2 separate regions of the Hordeum vulgare genome follow, and region 1 is linked to region 2. The links are chromatin contacts, called in public Hi-C maps. All regions are on one chromosome and are shown on one strand. Each heading gives the region's core, a stretch centred on a gene start, on an enhancer-like site or on the middle of the called end of the contact. The rest is flanking DNA. Distances are from core to core; before and after follow the strand shown. Region 1 holds the start of LOC123398582 (probable glucan 1,3-beta-glucosidase A). Region 2 holds the start of LOC123395816.

What was found. Hi-C and Micro-C count contacts between places; a contact is called where the count stands out from the background.
Region 1: a contact with region 2 is called in a Hi-C map of seedling, with 5 times the contacts expected there. The contact joins the promoter of LOC123398582 here to the promoter of LOC123395816 in region 2. A contact is called at or near these places in 2 of 6 Hi-C or Micro-C datasets (leaf and seedling).

Annotation. Positions count from the first base shown.
Region 1 is chr5H:30,856,309-30,862,888 of MorexV3_pseudomolecules_assembly, reverse strand. LOC123398582 (probable glucan 1,3-beta-glucosidase A) reads right to left here and starts at 4,741. Exons shown (of 6, transcript XM_045093034.1): 1 at 4,474-4,741; 2 at 4,035-4,340; 3 at 3,304-3,462; 4 at 2,589-2,758; 5 at 1,972-2,480; 6 at 1,560-1,853. The coding sequence starts at 4,653. The coding sequence ends at 1,675.
Region 2 is chr5H:30,498,459-30,505,526 of MorexV3_pseudomolecules_assembly, reverse strand. LOC123395816 reads left to right here and starts at 1,697. Exons shown (of 5, transcript XM_045090851.1): 1 at 1,697-1,862; 2 at 2,383-2,579; 3 at 3,472-3,690; 4 at 3,793-3,926; 5 at 4,390-4,742. The coding sequence starts at 1,773. The coding sequence ends at 4,586.

The DNA.
Region 1 (6,580 bases), core at 3,492-5,991, 350 kb before region 2:
GTAAGTCTTAAGTGCTGTAAGGCAGGTTGGCAACATGCCTTAATGTGATTTTATTGGCTATTATAGCAAAGATGTCGTCCTACAGAGAAATCTTGAAAGAACACACATATATGAGCTCTGGTGGTGAAACGTCGCAATCTAGGAGATTTGGGTAACCTCTAGTAAGCTCACGAAGAGAGCAGGGAGTACGATGCATATGCTCCAAACCGCGGGGTAGACTACTGGCAGCGAGGTACTGGTTAAGACTTTGAGTGAAGCGTGATCACACAAAACTAGCAATTCAAGGCATAGTCCATTGTCAAGTTGTGGATTGATGTAGCTTAAAGTTCTAGGCAGAAGTTCAACTTAACAGTCTCCGCTCAAACACTGGTATATTAAACAAGAGAAAAGGCAAATTCTAAACAAGTATTTGAGATCTGGTGGGGATTCTCCATTTACAAAATTCTGAAATCTCAAATGAGCCCATGAATAAAATGGCAAGTGGTGGTGTGGTGGTGCTAAAGTTTATTCCCATACCGCTAGTTGAGGAAGAGTTGGACCTCTTTATATAGTGAGTAATCCCCACCATTCTAAGTGTGTGTTGAGAAGACAAAGGAAAAGACCACACAGGCGCGCTCACTCGCCTGGTCGGGCCTGGTCGGGGCGGCGCGTATGTGTGACATGCGGGTGAATGGTCTGCCGAATTCCGGTCCGTTGCCTTGCGGCGGCACGGCTTCCTTTTGCCGTTTTATTTTTTATGTCTTGGCAGACAAGTTGTAATTATACGAGGGTTTAGGGTTTTTAGGGTTTAGGGTTTAGGGTTTAGGTTGGAAACCAAGTCGGTTTGAGACGTGATCGCGACACGGAACCGACCTTTGTCCTCCTATATATACTGCTTACCGTGATCGGCGAAATACACATCAAAAAACATTTAGGGATTTGCCTTGTCTCACCACTTTCGTCGTCGTCGTAGCCTACCTCATCTCGAACGCTGACGTGCATCGGTGTGCGAGAGAGCAGGTCTCTGAAACCGTTCGTCTTTGTCATCCTGCACCGGGAGAGGACAAATTAGGTTTTTGGGAAGCACTTTGCGCGACTGCTCAAATTCTTCACCACGTACGGGTCATCTACCGTCCAAGTCCGGCGGTGCTACTCATCATCGTCTTCATCGCCATCAACAGAAGATCATCACCAACATCATCGTCAACACAGTCGTTCCTGCTGCAACTAACGAACAATATGTTACTCATAATCTGTTAATGTCTTTGTTATAGCTTCTACTTCGTGCGCAGTGATGATCTGCATGTTCGGTTGCTCTTGAAGATTGATAGAGTATTGCATGCTATCTTCTATTCTAGTCATGAATTATTTATTAGAATTAATCATGAACTTGCCTAATCTTCCAACGGGATGGGGGTGTTAAAACCGTCCCGATGATTTAAAAAAATGCTACAATCATCATGACTGCCATGATGTCGGGATGTCGGGTGTTAAAAAAATGGACCAACAGTTCACCCAAAAGCCTAGATGTCGGGAAAAAGTTAGCCATACATTTCAAGGAATGAGACATGTATAGAAAATGGCCAAATAATAGAAATACATTTATTCACCTTCAATCATTTTTTACTAGAGATGCATCAGTCGTTCTACAAAGTTATTTCGTGTGGCGCACGTAGGAAACATATCCTAGATTTTCTAGGAGATGTACCCATTCTTGATCATCCACTCCATACTCCAGTGGTTGTTTACATTCTTGAGAGTCCAATAAGCCCATCCAAACGTTGCCTTTCCATACACATCCATCTGTGTATTTGCAAACATTTTGAGCTCTTCCTTCGTTGCATTGGGCACCTGCCACTCAGCCACCCATTCGCCTGTGGAAAACAATATCATCCATGACACATCACACATTTTTGCCGAAGTCTTGCAGGAATGGGAGCAAAAAAACCATGCCCCAAAACCAAAAGGGGCCAAAATATTAGTTACACTTACCTACAAAGGTGAGAGGACCGTTCTGCTTTGTGACAGTGCTGAGAGCGCTTGAATAGTTGGTCTTGATGAAATCAATGTTTTGCTGCACGGTAAAAGTATCAAACATGCTGTTGAACAACACGTAGTAGTGCACGTCAACGACGGCCTTGGGTAACCCACCGGCGAACTCAAGGAGCTCCGTCGGGTCTGGGGACGATAACCGGTTGGACATGATCACGTAGGCCTCTGACGAGTGCTTCCTGACGGCGTTGTACCCATCGCGGTAGTATGTTTTCAGGCTCTCCAGGGATGCTCTGGGAGCTAGTGGCTCGTTCAACAGCTCCACTGCGAGGAGGCTCGGGCTCGCGGCGTACCTAGATGCGAGGAAATCTATCACTTGCACAGTTTGCGCGATGTTAGCGGCGCTAGTGCCCCAGTCCTGCGAGCCGTCCTTGGAGGCACTGTGCTCGAAGGGGTTTTGTGACCCAGGAGCTGCGTGTAGGTCTATGATGACGCCCAGATTGTACTCCCTATCCATGCAAAAAGATAGAGCATTTATTCCACAAATAATTAGATAATGTAGGCTTTATTGATGTTCCTCAAGATTATGCCAATATAAGAAAATGAAGCATGCTTACTCTGCCCATTTGAATGCCTTATCCAATGTCTGAAGTGAACCTCCGACGTAAGGTGCTGGAGGACTGGGGTCGCTCGCAATCCACCATCCCACTGGTATCCTCACTGCTGTCAACCCGTTTTCGGAGATGAACCTAAAGTCATCTTCCACTATATATGTGCTCCAGTGATTCTGCCAAACATGTAAAGTTTCACAAAATGATGATACTTACTCATGACTTAGAGAGAGAGTGAGAGAGAGAAATGGTACTCCTTCCAATTCATGTTACTTGTTGCTCAAACGGATGTAGCTAGACGTATTTCATTGTTAGATACACCTGTTTGAGTAGTATTGATGGAAGGGAGTACTTATTTCCAGTTATAACCACAGCAGTTTATAATGTTAAACTATACTGCAAACTCCAAACACTTTGTATCTCTTTTCTCATATGAAAATTTTCCTTTCCAATTTTTTATGCAATTATTTGAAACTAGTATATCTGGTGAAGTCATTCGCTGTACTATCGTGGCCACTACTCTTTCTTGTATCCTTGTGCAAGTGGGCATGCATAGACATGAGTCACATGGTACACAAAAAACAAATAATGTGGAGGGGAACCACCGAGGGCAGTGATATCCACATCATGATAAGCATAATCTGCAAGTGCTATGCACCATGTTGTTTTGATTTAAAACAGTAGCAATCAGCAAGTGGGCATGCATGTTCAATGTCTTTACCTTGAGAATTGGCGTGGCCTTTGCCGTCCCGTATCCGTTGCAGATTTGGTACTCCCCTTGTAGCCCCGTCACTCTGGTCACCGCAAACACCGACGGGTCATCGTCGCCCCAGCTTGTGCTCTTGCCGTAGTCTCCTGTCACCGAGCTGTCTTTGTTCGCCTGCCATCAATGGAATTTGACTTGAAGTTTGTATGGAAGAGAATGAGCTTTCTAACTTATTGTTGTACTAGTCAAATACCCTAGACGCCTAGACAAGTCAACATTGGAGGCGCATGTTGAGTCCACTACCGGTTTTGAAAAGTACGTACATGCTGACTAAATGTTTAAGCAATTGTACGTAAATCATACTAGAATAATTTCTTTCTTATGCTGGCGTTCGATCATTCTTTCTAGGGTGGATTAGTAACGATGCATTCATGTATGTTGTTGCAATTTTGTTGAGATATGCTGGGAGATTAGCACTTAATTTCAACTTTACATGTTTGTAGAACGTTAGCTCTCTGTCATGCTGTATTTTTTTCAGCATTTTTAAAACATTTAAAATATAGTTTTCACTTGGTTTCACTGATTTCCAAATTAAATATGAGTTGTGCCTTGTGGGTAGCAAATTTAAACGTCTACAAACATGTAAATTTATATTTGAACGTCTCTCACTAAACTTGAACGTCTCTACTTGTTACCAGTTTGGCAAATATAAATAGTGAGAGCCCGTATATTTCATTTAACCTTACCTGCAAGAAGAGCCCGTTTGCCGCCATAATCCGCATCCTGTTCTGGCCGGCGTTGCGCACTAACCGGAACGTCTCCGACTTTCCCGGCGACATCGCCGTGGCCACCACCGAGCCGTCGCTCTGGACGCCGACGAACTGGTTGCCGAACACCTTCAAATTGAAGGTCGTCTCGTTGATCCGCCATAGCTTGAAGGTCTCCCAGCCAGACGCCTGAGACCGGTTCGCCACCAGCCCCGCGCCGCCGCCCTTCTCCGCGGCCACAAAGCCGTCCTGCGTCACCGACTTGAACTGCAGCTGCGTGCCGTCCTGTACGTACGTACGCCGCGCGCTAACGGGTCAAGAAACTGAAAACAGCTGATAGACATGGCGGCGCCGGCGACCTCCCACATGTGCTGGCGTGTATGCGCGCGTACGTATGCAAAGCTACGACGTTGATTACCAAGAGGTCTTTGTTGGGGATGCCGTCGAAGAGGGACGGCAGGATCCAGCCCTCCGTCACCAGCCAGCCGCCGAGGTTCACCGCTCGGACGGGGAGGCGAGGAGCCGCCGCCGCGCGCCGGGAGAGGAAGCAGTAGCACAGCAGGAGGAGCCAGAAGCAGCGGGAGAGGCGGCTCCTCATTTGGCTGCTGCGTACGTACTGCTGCTTTCGATCGACCGGCCTCGATCGGTTACTCGATCGGTGCTGTGCCCTGCCCTGCTGGGCTCTGCAAAGCTTGTATAGGCGATGATGACGTACTGGTGATTAATAATTGGGATGTTCGAATTCTTATTTCTTCGGTGACAATCTCGTGGGTCAAAGTTAGCGACTATCATGAATTAAGTTTGACAAATTTTGCCGGGTTCAAACCGAACCCATATCAACGCTGGCTGCGCCGTTGCTTATATTGATACTATATATATACTCCCTCCGTTCCTAAATATAAGTCTTTCTAATAATTTCATTAATGGACTATATACGGATGTATATATATATACATATTTTAGGGTATAGATTCACTCATTTTGTTCCGTATGTAGACATCTAGTGAAATATCTTAAAAGACTTATATTTAGGTACGGAGGGAGTATACATCAAGCAATCCATGGATATTCGATCGATTCAAGCCTATATGCAAATGCGTGGCAACCTCTCTAATGTTCAAAATACCTTTATAAATAAACGCACAAGAAGTCTCTCACAAGACAGGCACTTTGATCAGTCTTCTCCTAAAATGTGAATCCATTGTACGAGTAAACATGTGACATACTGGTTTAATGGGAAAAGTACTTCTTTTATACAAGTTATCTACAGTACCAGGACGCTTCGTTTATAGTTATCTCTATAACGTGCGGAGAATCGGAACACGTTTACGGAGGCGTGTACACGATTGGAAGCTAGGATGTGGGATACTTTTCCAACATGGGTGGGAGCATGATCTTAGCATTGGCCCCCTTAGGACTTAGGCATTCTAGAGACTATAGATTTTTCTGTGTATTGCGCCTCTCATTGTTATTTTCGTTTTTTTTATGAATGAACTGTTTATTGGCTGTGTGCATTTTAGTTATGCAGAGGTAGGGTGTACTACTTAAATCTTTTAAGTAATAAAGCGCCCCTTATCAAAAAAGTGACATACTGGTTAAAGGAGGCGAGCTGTCCTACCGACTCGGCATTTTTGTTTGCAAAAAGCACCCTGGTTAATTTTTTCAAGGTGTCTTTTGCTAAATGTTAGGTCAACAGGGATTATCTTAATGTGGCATTTCCTTGAACACCTTATACTCAGGGACAACCCGCGATATGTAGCACTGCTCGCACGCTGTGTCGTTGTTGAAGAATACCGAGCTAAAAGCATCTTCAACAGACGCGTGCTAGCGCCAATAATATACAACATTGAAATAGTTTTTTAACGAGCGGAAGGGCATTTGGTTCAACGGACTCTATAAAATATGGCGCGCCGCTATAGCTCCTGTAGGCGCTGCAAAATGCAGCACGCGCGAACAGCGGGCGCTTGACAAATATAAACAACACATAACCATTTGACAATATGATGATCTTTCAAACATAAAAAATTATGCATTGAAGCAACATAACATAGTTTAAAATCATCCAACCAAATTCATGATAAATAAAAGTTCAAATACCAAATGGCACATCAATAATCGTACCTCCTCTTTTTCCTCCTATTCTTCACCCTGTTCTAGAGATGATTCTTCCTCCTCATGAGAAGGTATGTGAGGCCGCTGCTTGGAAAAGGGGCGCCGGCGGCGATGCCGAAGCTCAACATCGTGCTAGGGTTTTGCGGTGGCGGCGACGACAGCGACAGAGGGGTCACGGGTGTAGGGAGGGGTGAAGGGACGCCGCCTTCCATCGAACGAATTTCTTTGGCAACGACATGGAGCAAGGCGAAGGCTGGAGAAGTTGGGCTGTAGTTGGTTGCTCGCGCGTGAATCGTTACTGTTGAGCGTGCGGAACCGGACGCACGAAATAGTCAGCCCATGATGCCGTTTTCCTCCACACGTTAAACCAACTATACCGCTCACGTGATTCTTGTGTGTCCGTTGGAACGCCC
Region 2 (7,068 bases), core at 448-2,947:
CCCCGTCCGTTCTTAGCCGTTCGAACCGGTACTAATGCTCACATTAATCCCAGTTCATAACGCAACCGGGACTATTGCTCTCATCGGGCTAGAACGAAAGCTCCGTTTTTTACTAGTGGTACTGCCAAGCCGCGTATCATTGTTAAGAGCAAGTCTAGTAGAGCCCTTAAATCCTCAAATCATTAAAAATAACTGCTTTTTTTTTTACAGTTTTCGTTGAAAAAAAGCCGTAGACTAGAACCCCTTAACCCTCAAACCCTTAAAGAAATTTAAGGATCCAACCCTTATACCCCCTTCCAACCTGTAAAAGTAAGGGTCGGGGAGCGAAAACAACCCCAACCCTCAAACCGTTTTTGCACCGAGCTCTCCTGTTTTTGCCCCTGTTTTTGTTATAAGGGTTGGGTTTGAGGGTTCTAGTTTTTGCCCCTATTTTTCAACCATTAAAAGTGTTAAAAATGATCAATTCTCAACCCTTAAAACTGATTTTAGATTTAAGGGTTTGAGGGTTCTACTAGACATGCTCTAACTCCGTCATAAACTTCGTGTATGAATGGCAATCCATCCAAGAGTCCCATATCAGGATTCCCTCTCCGGTGTCGGCTGAGCATTGAATCCCACCGGAACTAGAATGAATGGAAGCCAACTCGGACTACACGACGTCCATGTTTGGAAAGAAAGGGGTGGTGTCGTCCTTAGCCACCATAGTGAAGCGTTTCGAGGTGGAGTAACCTTTAGCTCACGTAGATCTTGACTTATTGACATGCGGTGCAACTCGCAGTTGAGATCAAGGTCCCGAAGCTCGTGATTGAGCTCGGCTCCAAAGGAGTGATGCACATCATGTTAAAGAACCTTTCTACAGCGGAGCTGCTTATTGAAGAAGTTAAAGTGATACTATAGGCTTTCCAAGAGTTCATAATCTATTGGATGTGGCACTCCGCTAATAGTGCTACGGTGCTTGCAGTCGTTGTTAGGTGATTTATAGATATGATTGTAATTTTTGTTATTTTTGATGTGTTTTGAACTTTTCTATCCCATGCAAGCAAGAGCGAGCAGGGCAGGGACACAGCTTCAGTGACTTGATGAAGCCAAGTCTCACTGCAACTTAGCCTCCTCTATCAGCCACCCGATATAGATCCGACGTATCAGATTGATTCAAATTTCATACCTTTTTTAAAAGTGTTCAGAAATTTTTGAAAAAGTTTCAATAAACCATAAATATTTTGTTTTGTATTCTGTGAAAATTTTTGTCCACTTGAATGTATCATTTATGAATGACAGTCTCTCAAGTCGCTCGAAGACGTGTATAACTTTTCCTTTGTTTATTCATAAATGACACATTCAAATGGATTGAACACGAAATACAAAACGAAACATTTATGTTTTTCTAATTTTTTAATTTTTCTGAACACTTTTAAAAAATTATATAAAATTTGAATCAATCTGGTACGTCGGATATATATTGGATGGCTGATAAAGGGGGCTTACCGTGGGACTTGGCTTGATCAGGTCATTGAAGCTGCGTCCGCAGGGCAGTATCATCACCGGTCCACCCTGGCGTGTTGGTTCAGGCCGACGCGAGAAGACCATCGACCATCACACCCAACGGACGGCGCGCACCGCTCCATGACGTGCACCCGCAAATCCGAGCCGTACATCCGCCCACAAACAAGAGGGTGCTCCTCCCTCAGATCGCCTCGGTACCGCACCCAAGGCAGTCAGGCCCCACCCACAGACAGACAGACAGACAGACCCCTCCCCCCTTCTCGTCTCCCATGGCGGAAGCCGACGCCCAAGCCCAGAGCAACGCGCACTCCCCCTCGCCGCCGGTGGAGGCGTCGGGCGAGCCGATCCGGTCGGCCCAGGTCAGCGCCCTTCTCCCCGCCCCTTCAATTTCATGCCTTCTTCTTTTCGCCCGTGCACAGCGCGTGGAGCTGTGGCGTAGCGGGACGCCGGGTCCCTGCCCCCACGGCGCTCAGATTCAGGGCGTGCCCGTGTTCCAGAGGCGGAATTAGTGAGTTCCGAGGCGTGATTCTCGTGGGTTCCGTGGGGGAAGGCCGGCGGTACCCTGTAGGAATCTCCGCCCCTTTTGGGTCGTACCGGCGGCGATCCGGTCAAGGTTTCGTTGCAGGCTTGCAGCTGATGCACGAGTTAAAAGCTCGTTTTGGCCTCGCCTTTGGTGGATTTGACTCTCCCTATTATAGTTTTAGCGCGTACCAATGCTATTGAGAACTCAAGACTCGAGGGAGCACTTTTGTGCTGAATGCCTTAATCTATTGATCTTTATACACACTGTTTTTGCTTCAAGTTTCGTAAATACCATGTGCCCTGTGGTATGCTGCCTTGTGGTGATATCTGGCATTGTTTCTGCCTGTTATAATGCAGGTCGGCGCTCCAAGTGCCGCTTCTCCGATGTTTCCGCTCATGTACCCGATGCTTATGCCAGGGATGTTCCCCCAGCAGGGTATGGATGACCAGACTCAGCGTCCAGGGATATATGCCATACAGGAGAATCAGTTCATGGGGGCGATGGGAGGCTACGCTCCAAAGACATTCATACCGCTCGCTTACAATATACCAACGTGAGTTGTTTGTTCCTATGGCAGTGATTTCTCTGAAGGTCAATTCATAATGTGATCATATATAACCTCACAAGCGGCATGCTGTTGAAATATTTGAAATGGTTTCGTTGGGAATGTGCAATTAGTGTGATAAGAGGTTTGCAAGATCTATCTTGAGATCCATATTCTTTAATCTGTTGACTTTCGTAAATCTTTTCAGAACAAAAGCAGATCTATGACAACAGAACAGAATAAAATGCCATGTTTAAGGGTGACAGTGGCTAGCTGAGTGATTCATGAAACAGTTGATTAAGTCTTGGACCTTTGGTTGGGATGTTTTTCCATGAAATCCCTTACACATTCTTCAGTTTTATTTAAGCTTTGTTTAGTGCACAACCCTGCCAATTTGGGTATCTACAAAAATCTCTTCAGTTGTCATAAAGAATCGGAGGCAATGTGCAAACTTCGGGGTCTTTCTTATACTACAGGTTCTAGTTTGCTATAGCACATATGGTGACTTCATCTTAGAATAGGACATAAGCCATAATAACATGACTCCAAGAATACCAGGCATCTTTTGCGTTAATTACAGTGGTGCTTTCCATAAATGATTAATTTGCTTTAGAATTTTAGCAGCATGGCAATATCCTATCTGCTCAAGTAAATTTACTTGAACCTTTCTTAATTATTGCTTTGGTTGCTGTAAGTTTAAGTGAATCCATAGAAAATTTAGACACACCTGCATATACGGCGGTTTAATGAAGATGTACTCTTTCGTTGATAGGTTGGCAAAGCCTATGCAGTTCTCTACTATCTCAAATTGTCTTCTTATCTTGATTCAGGAATATTGTGGCCAGTTAAAAGCACCATGGTTGTACTCTCTTTACTTATTTCTTCAATTGTTTTGTGTTAGAAGTGAAAGCGTCGGTGCATTGGCTGGTGAAGAGCAAGGACAGGATGCTAGGCAGCAAAATGGCCCTCAAAGACAAGTTGTTGTGAGGAGGTTTCACTTTGCTTTTCAGCTTGACCTGGCTCTGATCATCAAGTTAGCAGCAGTGGTCTTTTTGTTTAGCCAAGAAGGATCAAAACAAAGACTGTTTCTTCTCATATTGTTTGCCTCCATGATTTACCTGTGAGTTTTTGGCTTACTTTGACTTTGATGCTTCATTGCTTTCTATATTCTTGTATAGCCTCTCTGTTGTGGCTAGATAACCATGGGTTTCATTTCCTCCAGATATCAAACTGGAGCAGTTACACCTTTCTTAAGATGGCTCCAGCGAGCGGGAGGTGTGGCCGCTCGTCCGCCACAGGCTCCTGCTAACCGTGCTCCTCTGGCTGCCCAGAATGATGGCAATGATCAGCTACCTGGTAGCTGTCCTTTACTCTCCATAATTTGCTGCTATGCACTTTGTGTGTTGTATTTCAAACACCAGACGCACTCCTGTGTACCTCTAAACATGACCATGACATTATATAAGTATCTTTTTCACTACTATCACTTCAGTGGAGCTTGATATTTTGTTCTTCAAGATTTACAAGGCAGAAAACATTTGCATGATCTTAAGTTATATAAATATCACAAAGTAGCCATCAGTAGCACTGATAAGTAGGATGGATGTGGAAGCTGTCTTATCATGCTGACCGTGCACAATGCACATGAAATGATATTTATTGCTGTAATATGTCATATATTTTCTGGTTGTCAAGCATTTACCATAATTACTAGTAATATCTTTATTTTAACAAGGGCCACAATTATTCATAAATGTTCTATTTATTAGGCAGTGTCTGTGTAATTAATTTGTATATCGATCTACTGTCTGCTTCTCAGGTGTTGTAGACCCTGCAAACCCTGACCAAGCTGCGGAGAACCAGGAACCAGGGGCAGCAGCGGGCGATGAGAACCAGCAAGGGGCGGAGGGAGAAGCAAACCGGCGCAGCTGGCTCGGCGGCATCTTGAAAGAGGTCCAGCTGGTCGTTGTAGGGTTCGTCGCGTCGCTTCTTCCTGGTTTTCAACACAATGACTAGGTGAAAGTCTTCCCGTGGCGGAATGATATTGGCACCGTAACTGTTTGTTGTGACATAGGGAGGAGGAACAAGCAGAGAATATATATAAAGTGGGTTCAAATAAGACTTGTGCTGCATATGCTTGTTATAAGATTGACTGAATGCAGTGTTGTTGTACATCTTGTTTTTTTGTTTCAAGTGCTCTAATTCTCTTTGATCTTTCATCTGGTATATGAAGTATGAACTTCTTGAACATACGGGCATCCGTGGTGCAGCTATCATCACTCAAAGAAAATGTAAGTAATTCGTTTTTCTATGATATGGTGAATGAAGATCACAAATATGAGTTCCTGAGCACTATACTTGTGGTATGCATTTACGATCTTCATTTTATGAGTTGTAACCTTCCTATGCGAAAATTGCAACTTCCGCCTCAAATATAGTGATGTTTTTTAGGAAATGTCTAATGGAGCTCGCGCTCCATGGAGCCCTTTATTTGAAAACTTCAAACTTCAAAATTTTATGTTTTAAAAAATATGAAAAAAATGCACATATAGTCATATACATATGGATGTATGTTGTTTGTCTACAAAGTTGCACGATCAAATGCTTTTTATGCGAGCTCACAAAAATAACAAAATCATGTATTTCTAGCACATATACTATTCACTATAAAATTACTCTACACGATTTTGTTTTTTGTACAGGCCATAAAAAACGTATTTTGTGATGAAATTTCAGACACATCAATCTATAATTTTTTGTGTTTATTTTTAATTTTTTTTTAAACTTAAAAGGTTTAAAAAAATGTTTGGAAATTTTGGGCTCCATGGAGCCCGAGAGCAAAAATATCCACTCTCTGCTTTCTTGTCCTTCAACGATGGTCCATGTTGTGAAACTATGTGATACTTTAAACTTGTATTTCACTTTGGAATTATCGCTAGCGGTTTGACTCTCCGATTCATCCAAATTCAATGTAAACTACCTAATTTTACACGAAGAGTTAACATCAAATATGACAGCTTCCTTGAAAGCCAAAGTTTTTTCTTGAAAGGCCTTAACGCCAAAATTACTTCTATTGCCTTTTCTTTTCTCCACATTTGTAACTACTAGTTGATTTTTTTGCGGTGACAATTAGTAGTTGATTACATGTACCTTGCTATGGAATAACAAATAATTCACACATACAAAGACCACACGCGCGCACATACACTCTTTTCCCCGAAGAAACTTTCAATCTATTTATAATCAATTATGACAGTACAAAGAACATGACAGTTAACAAAACTGCTAACAGATTCATGGATCACCTACTTAGGACTCCAAGCACTCGAGCGAGCCGAGGACGTGTCGCCGTCATCGCCTCTTTCTTAACTGGGGTTGGTAAACCTTGTTGTAGTACACAATCGAAAAATCATCGTGCTACCCTCCCCCTCCCCCCCCCCCCTCGCTCCAGAGTAACGACCAACATCGGTGAAGAGAATCATAGACTGAAAATATCAAACATTCAACCACACGAATAAAGACTGGATCAAAAAAATCGACCGAAGACCAACACCAATTGAATCCTGTGAGATACAGGGGAGACACATCTTAACATCCCCTTTGACGATGCTAGACACACGAGCGGGATGGGGATCAGATGTGGGAGACTTTGTTCCCGTTGGGGACATCATCGTCGTCATCGTCACGTAGCCCCAATCAAGATGTTGAACATAACAAAAACATGTGTGGATCCTTGCCACCGGCGAGAGGACTGAGGTCTGGTGCACTGCCACGACCCCGAAGGCCATCAGAGGCGGGGTAGACCAGCAATGACGTTAATAGAAGGAGGGGAAAACCTAATCGCTTGGGGTTCACCTCGTGGGGAGGAGGAAGCGATTTCACACACCCTTGCTCTATGATTTATGTTAGTCGTATTTTCTCATCTCTATGATGTTTCACTTTCTTTAACTCAGATACCCACCGTCCTGTCAATAGTTGACGATCCATGTTAAGTCAATTGTATTTTTTTTCATGGACGCCCCCTTCGCCTTTCTTGCGTCTCCCATGCACCAAGGTTTCTCCGCCTCTAGTCGGTGCCAGCACTTGTTCGCCTCGTCTCCTGTGGCCATAGGTCGAGTGAAGCGCAACGAAACTTGTCCCTTGCCGATGGGAAGATTCCTGCTCTCACGTCGATTAGGGTTTTGCATCAGAGTACTTAGGAAGGCAAGGTGATGGCGGCTCCCTTAAGATGGATCAAGGCCCCCCGTGTCTAGCCCCATCCTGATAGTGTCTCTAACCTCATCGGAGGGCGTGTGAAGGTGTGTTTGCGTTGATCTCGTGGTATTTGGTCGGTGTTGGTCCTTACTGGATCTATGTGGAACCAGTCTTCGTTGGTGTGTATTTAGGTTGGATCCTTCGTACCTCTACTTCTCTTTGTCGACAAGGTTATTGTTCTAGTGCACTGGTCCCATGAGGCCTTAGTACGACTTCTAAACTGTCTATTACAACAACGTTTGCC